Regions from separate parts of the Cricetulus griseus genome. Here region 2 is linked to region 1. The links are chromatin contacts, called in public Micro-C maps. All regions are on one chromosome and are shown on one strand. The core of a region is the stretch at or near the end of the contact, and the rest is flanking DNA. Distances in the headings are between cores, read along the strand shown. Region 1 has its middle 19 kb from the start of Zbtb38. Region 2 has its middle 72 kb from the start of Pxylp1.

Region 1 (3,492 bases), core at 321-2,820:
ACAGCCTAAGGTTGAGGGTATCAAAGGCAGGCCCCACTGAGAATATCTGCCAACAGCAAGCATACACTTTGCACTGATTCCCTTCAAAGTGCTGAGAAGGGAGAAAGGCAGGCGCACGCGCACATGTGAGAGGAGCTGCGGATTCCCAGCTGGCACGTCAGTGACCTCTGCTGGTGGGACTTGCCTCTCCCTGTGCACAGAAGTAAGTGTCTCTTCCAAGACTGACGGATCTATTGCCTTCTGAGATGCCACACTGCAGAGGCTCAGGGAGAGCAGAGCTCGTGGGCCTCTCCGCTAACACTTTTTTCGGGGCCCTCAGCAGCCAGCAGTCTAGGTGAGGCTCTTGTCTTTGCCTCCACAGACTTCCTCTCAAAGCTTGTTCACTTTCAGATACAATTATGTTTTATTTTAAAATTCTCAACAAGGATGCTGGAGGGATGGCTCAGTAGTTAAGAATGGATACTGTGAACCTGGGTTTGCTTCCCACGTCAGCCTCTTAGGAGCCATTGCAACTCCATCTCTAGAGGGACCCAATACCTCTGACTTCTGCAGGCATCTGCACACACATACACATACCTAAACACAGACACACGAAATTAAAAATAAAGAATGAATCTTAAAACAAAATTCTCACAAATGGAGCTGGCCAGATGGATCAGCCTGAATAATGGAATTCAGTCTGTGAGTCCCAAATGGTTTAAAGGAGAGAACCAACTCCTGAAAGTTGTCCTGTGTTCTCTACATGTGTGAAATGGCGTATGTTCCTGTGTGCACACGTGTGAACCTGCACACAAATTAAACAAATGTAAACAACAACAACAGCAAAACAAGCATGTCCAAAATTAATTGCCACTACCCAAACAAGTCTGTTTGTTTTGTTTTGTTCTAAAGGCAGGGTCTCTATGTAGCCCTGGCTGTCCTGGAACCTACTATATAGACCAAGCTGTCCTTGAACTCACAAGGATCTGCCTGCCTTTGCCTCCCGAGTGTTGGGATTAAAGGTGTGTGCCACCTTTGCCAGCCAAACTTTCTTAAACGCAAAAATGAAAACAAACCAACATGTTTACAACACATCAAAGTGAAATAAGTACTGAATAAGGTTATTCTTCCGGTCCACACTGGGCTGCTAGATGCTGAGGCACCATTTATAGGTACACAAATCACACATCGTTACACCTCATCTAACTCACAAACCAACGCAAAATGCTGCTGTCGCCCATGCATTAGCCTGCATCTAAGTCAAGCAGACATTTTGATGAACTGTCCAGGCACCTGTCCTGGGGGACTCCAGCCCAGGAAGCTAGGCAACCAAGTTGAAGCCGTTGCGGCAGATCTTCCAGGATCCTGAAGGTTTTTTTGTTTGTTTGGTTTGGTTTGGTTTGTTTTTTTGCTTGCTTTTTGTTTTGTTTTAACAGCTTTTTCATAAACCTCTTCTCTTTGTAAAGCCACTGGGTGGCACTTGAGAGCCTTTTCCAGTGTGAGGTTTGCCTGTGGGTGGAGTCTCTGCAGCCATCTCCATTGTAGGGTTCTGACTTTATGGTCAGAGCTCATTGGGCCAGAGTCTAACTCCTGACCGTGACGGAACCAATCCTCGCATGGGGGGCATGGCGGTCGGAAATATTGCCTTGCCTGGGAACTATGAGATGGCATGTTCCACCCACAGCTTGGGAGAGCCGAGGAGGCTCTACAGCACAGAGAGAACATAGAAAGATGACTGGGGCGGGGGACGCAGCCGAGATGAGATGTCGCAGGGAAATGTTTCTGCTTCTAGTTCAGTTTTTGTCTAGGCTCCTCGGATTCTATCGTATACAATTCTTCCCTTCAACCATGGCATTTGTTTATTAGGCGAGGAAAATTCCCGAAGACACGGGCTGTTGTTTAACTGGCGTTTAAGATATAGAGCAGAATTCTGAAAAGCTTTGAGAACATTCAGAATTTGAACTCATGCAAACCACCGAGAAACCTCATAATGGATGGGGTTTTGTCTAGCAGGACTTTGTGTTTTAATGAGAACGAGAAACAAAACATTTCCCCTAATATGTTTCTCTATTTGCTATTAAAAAAAACTTCTCTAAAATGCATAAACAAAAGCAAAAGACTGAAAAATAAGTGGTCACCTGTAGGGAGCTAGTTATATATTTATCATACAATAGCCAAATAGGCATCTATTGAAGAACAAATAGATGGAATGCTCCCATATTATATTTTAAAGAAACTTAGTATAGGGTGATGTGTGTAGTGTTACTTTCTGAAAAAGGATAATATACAAGTTCACACACACACACACACACACACACACACACACACACACTCATTGGCATTTATGGAATGATGTGAAAAATGTTCCTTTGTACATGTATTAGCTCTTTAAATACACATCGGACACACACGTATGCACAACTGTACTAGCCCACTTTTTTACCTTTATTGACTTTATGCTTAATATACTTTATAGCAGACATTTCTCTTACTGTTAAGAGCTCCTGGAAATTGGGTGGATCGTCATAACTGTCGACTCTGCTTGGTGACCCATCCTGCTGTACTTCCTCTCATCTGCAAATTAATAGTGCACTCAGATGGAGGAGGTGGGGTGTGAAAGTTCACTAGTGCTTGCTCTACACAAAGTGAAATGCGGAAGGGTGATGTTTGTGGACTGGGAAGTTGCTATCCGGAGTAGAGGAATTGCCCAGTAAGTGAACAGGGCTTCGCATCTGAATTCTAAGTGCATTCTCAACACCTAGAACAGTAGAGGCATTGGCTTGGTTCTGTAGGCTCTGCATCCAGTAGTTAGTGAAAGCAATACCCTTTCCCCCAGACTCCTCTAAATGAAGATGAAAGCATCTGGCTCAGAGCCTGGATTAGTTGGCTGATGTTGAATGTTTGGTGTCATTTTGATCAGCTTTTCTTCAACATGCTCTAAAAGGAAGTTATACCATTTACATTAGAAGAGATTGAGTGTCAACTGTGCTCCTGGCTGAGTTGTGGTTGAATTCAGTTTCCAAGGAGATTGTTAGAGGTATCTCTTTGAATATCATTATTGTTGTTGACAGGATCTCACTGCACAGCCTAGACTGGCCTCTGACTCTTTTGTTGTTGTTGTTATTGTTATTGCTACAGGTCTGTTTTTGTGTATGTGTGTGAGATTATAACATAATTACAGCATTTCTCCCTTCTCCCTCCCTCCAAACCTCCTATATACTCTCCTTACTCTCAAATTCATGACCTCTTTTTTCATTGATTGTTGTCGTATGCATTCTTCTTTATAACCTGCTTAGTCTGTAAATGTTACTTGTATGTATGTTTTCAGGGTTGACCTACTTGGCGTCGGTTGACCATTGGTGTGCTCGTCCCCGGGGAAGACTCTTTCTCCCACTCTCAGCATTCCTTAGTTGTCTGTATTCTTTGTGTAGGGCTGAGGTTGTGTGGCCTTTCCCCTTCCAGCTTTGGCATGTCTTCTGGTTTTGTCCTTGTTCAGTTCGTGCTTAGGCAGCC
Region 2 (3,421 bases), core at 315-2,814, 140 kb after region 1:
GAAAATGAAGACAGAAGTGAAAAGAAGCCAAGCCTTTGCGATAAGCCAGCATGCAGGTCAGTTATAGGCAGGCCATCACATGATGGAGAGAGGAGCAAGGCCAAGTCCCAGAGTGTAACAGGCTCCAAACAGCATCTAACAGAGAAGAAAAAGGGAAAGTTTTGCCCTTTGAGTCAGGACTCGGACAGGCAGGCAGACCCAGCCAAGCTTTAGGGTGGATGGTAGGAACTGCACAAGGTGGTGGGAATCCTGGGAAGGAAAAGTACTGTATTCAGGTGAAGCCATCTTCCTAGGGGTGGTTTCTTAACCAGGTGTTGTGGAATCATCTTCTTGCATACTGTGAAAATGTGGGCTAATAAAAAGCTGAACGGCCAATAGCTAGGCAGGATTTCCAGGTAGAGGACAGACGATGAAGAAGTCGGATATGCCAGGTTATGCAGACCAAGCAGGATGGGCACTATGGAGATGAAGTAATAAAGACACAAGGCTGAAAGTAAATGAATAGAAATGGAAATTAAATTATAAGAGCTAGTTAGAAACAAGCTTAAGCTATCAGCGGAGCTTTCATGACTAATAAATCTCCACGTCATTATTGGGGATCCAACTGTCCTGACAAAAAAGACCAACTGCAGCCAGGTCCTTAACCTACCCCACTGGGATAACTCTTTTACTTTTATTTATTTTTTTAATTAAACTTTTTTTCATACAATACATTTTGATCTTATTCTTTCTCCTTCCTTAAATCCTTCCCTTCCTTATTTCATATTCTTTCTGTCTTAAAACACAGAGTACACACACACACACACACACACAGAGAGAGAGAGAGAGAGAGAGAGAGAGAGAGAGAGAGAGAGAGAGAGAGAGACTCCATTTTGTATTGTCAATTACTCTTGAACATGAGGCCTGTCTTGGAGTGGTTGATATACCCAGTGTCACTCGATTGGAGAAAACTGATTTTTTTTTTCCTCTTGCAGCAGCTATCAGTCGCAAACGGCTTCTTGGTTCCGGGTGGGACTTTGTGCCACTTCCCTTTCTCCACACTGGGACTTGTCTGGCTTGAGCTTGTGCAGTTCCTGTGCATGCTGTTGCAGTCTCTGTTTCCTTAGAAAATGCTGTTTCCTTAGAGCTGTCCACCACCTCTGGCTCTTAAAGTCTTTCAGCCTCTTTTTCCATATAGATCCCTAAGCCTTGAGTGGAGGAATGTAATAAAGACATCTCGGGCAGGACCTCAGATGAACTCTTATGGGAGAAGACAAGGGCATGTCTCCATCTAGGGGTGGTTTCCATTCATTACTGTAATACTCCGGAACGTGTAGTTCTTCCTGCAGCTTCATACATGGCACGTTGTTAAGCCCTCCAGGAGAGGATAGGACCATTATGGCAATTTTTGAGTCAAATTGAAGAAAGATTTATTAAATACTGGCCAGAAAGATGGACACTGGCCAGATCCAATGTCCCAGAGAATGTCTGCAAATTAACATTAACCCGTGTTTATAAAGGCTTATAAAGGCAAAGCCCACCTTCATCCAATCATGGGCAAGCATACATCCTGATGTACTTCCTGCCTAAGTACCTCCTGCCTACATGTGACCAGGCACACCCTGTGCAGTTGGGTCAACCAACCTCGTTTACAGAAGTGAAAACATGTGGCTTGTAGGAGCAACAGCCCCAGCATTCTAGGATGTCATCGGTCCTTGGGCAAATGAGGCTTACAGATTAGAGGCATTTTTTTGTTTTATAGATCTCTTAAGCACTGTAATTTAAGCTTGAAATATAATGTTAGTCATCCAATGGTCTCATCAGAATCTGAAGTCTCCGGGATTTGCCTTTTGGTACTGTAATGATTCATAGGTCACCTTCAAACACTTGGGTGTTTCTGCACCAGGGCCAGTGGCTGGATTTAGTCAGCCTCAGGCGGGGAGTTTCCAGGCTTTCCTTTTGGCCAGCTGATTTTTCCTCCTGTGGTAATTCTGGATCCTTTGCAGAGAGGCCTTCTAGACCGCCTTACTCTCCTGCTTCCACTCCTTCAGGAGCTCTGTGGTTGTGGGGAACTGAAGGATGACCATCCATCTTCCATAAATGGCTCCACTGTTGGGAGGCACAGTCTCTGCCCAAGTGTATTGTAACACTCTATTCTCTGTTGGTTGTAGAGAAAGACCTGGGTCCTGTGTGGCAGGAATTGACTGGAACCCCTGCATCGAAGTGAGTTCACTCTGGAACTGCTGTCTCCCACAGGACACAAGAACAGAATTTGCCCTTGACCATTAGGCAGGTTCCCTCCCTCTTGTCTAGGGCTCAAGTCTTGTAGTACAATTGTCCCATCTTTTAACTTTTGAGTTTTGGAATGAGATCCTTTGGGCTGCAGAAACATATAGATAGTTATATACTGACACTGTGGTAAAAACAAAACAATTCCAAGAAGGAACCCAGTGGTGGGATTGTAATCATCATGGGATCTATATCTATATCTATATCTATATCTATATCTATATCTATATCTATATCTACATATAGATAGATAGATAGATAGATAGATAGATAGATAGATAGATATGATGTAAGTGAAGATAGATATCTGCCAGGGCTGACTGGGTAAGCCTGTCACCACTGAACTGTACCTCCAGACAATCTTTATTATTTTACTACATGCCCATTGACTCTGCTGTGAATAGTTAACAAATAAACATTGAGAGTGCAGAGATGGCTTGGAGGTTAACAGTTCTTAAGGCTCTTGCCAAGGACCCATATCATGTAGCTTACAAATACCTGTAACTCCTGCTACAGTAGAGGGGAATCCAATGTGTCCTTCTGGCCTCAGCTGACGTGTGCCTGTGGTGTCCATATATACACTAGGCACATGTCCTTATACACAAAGCAAATACATATAGATATAGATATAGATATAGATATAGATATAGATATAGATATAGAGAGAGGGTTATCTGTGTAGCCCTGGATGTCCTGAACTCGCTCTATAGACCAGGCTGGCCTTGAACTCACAGAGATCCACCTACTTCTACCTCCCGAGTACTGGGATTAAAGGCATGCACCACCACCACCCAGCCCATGGAATGTGTTTTATACCAACATGCCAAAAAAACAAAGTAATGATGTAAAAGAAAACATAAAGTGAGATTACAACCATGGATAGATTTATAAATAGGGCTTATGTTTGCATGCTGGGAGCTAAGGCATTCTTTTGCCTGGTTTGAAGAGAACTGTTCAATCTTTTAACAGTTTGCAAAGATAAGTATTCTTGCCTTTAAGATGTTAGTGAGACTGTGGAGACGCAGGAGGAACAGGCTTTATTCTATAAGAAAACTCCTTCAGGTCTTTGGAGCCTCTCCTCTGTCTATCCTGAGAAGGTATCAGGAAATATCACAAGATACATCATTGACGGGGCTCGTATCCCAATGTTCTT

Evidence for each region. A called contact is a pair of places that touch in the nucleus more often than the background predicts.
Region 2: a contact with region 1 is called in a Micro-C map of the CHO-K1 cell line, with 8 times the contacts expected there. The contact joins two enhancer-like sites. A contact is called at or near these places in 6 of 8 Hi-C or Micro-C datasets (the CHK-Q cell line, the CHL-YN cell line, the CHO-K1 cell line and 2 more).

Annotation. Positions count from the first base shown.
Region 1 is chr4:205,255,216-205,258,707 of CriGri-PICRH-1.0, forward strand. No RefSeq gene overlaps it. Among named protein-coding and RNA genes, the nearest start is that of Zbtb38, 19 kb to the right of the region's middle. Within about 2 kb of position 1,571, at least 6 of the 6 cell types and tissues checked have open chromatin away from gene starts, as enhancers often do. A contact at or near this core is called in the CHO-K1 cell line, where this site is marked.
Region 2 is chr4:205,395,782-205,399,202 of CriGri-PICRH-1.0, forward strand. No RefSeq gene overlaps it. Among named protein-coding and RNA genes, the nearest start is that of Pxylp1, 72 kb to the right of the region's middle. Within about 2 kb of position 1,565, at least 1 of the 6 cell types and tissues checked has open chromatin away from gene starts, as enhancers often do. A contact at or near this core is called in the CHO-K1 cell line, where this site is marked.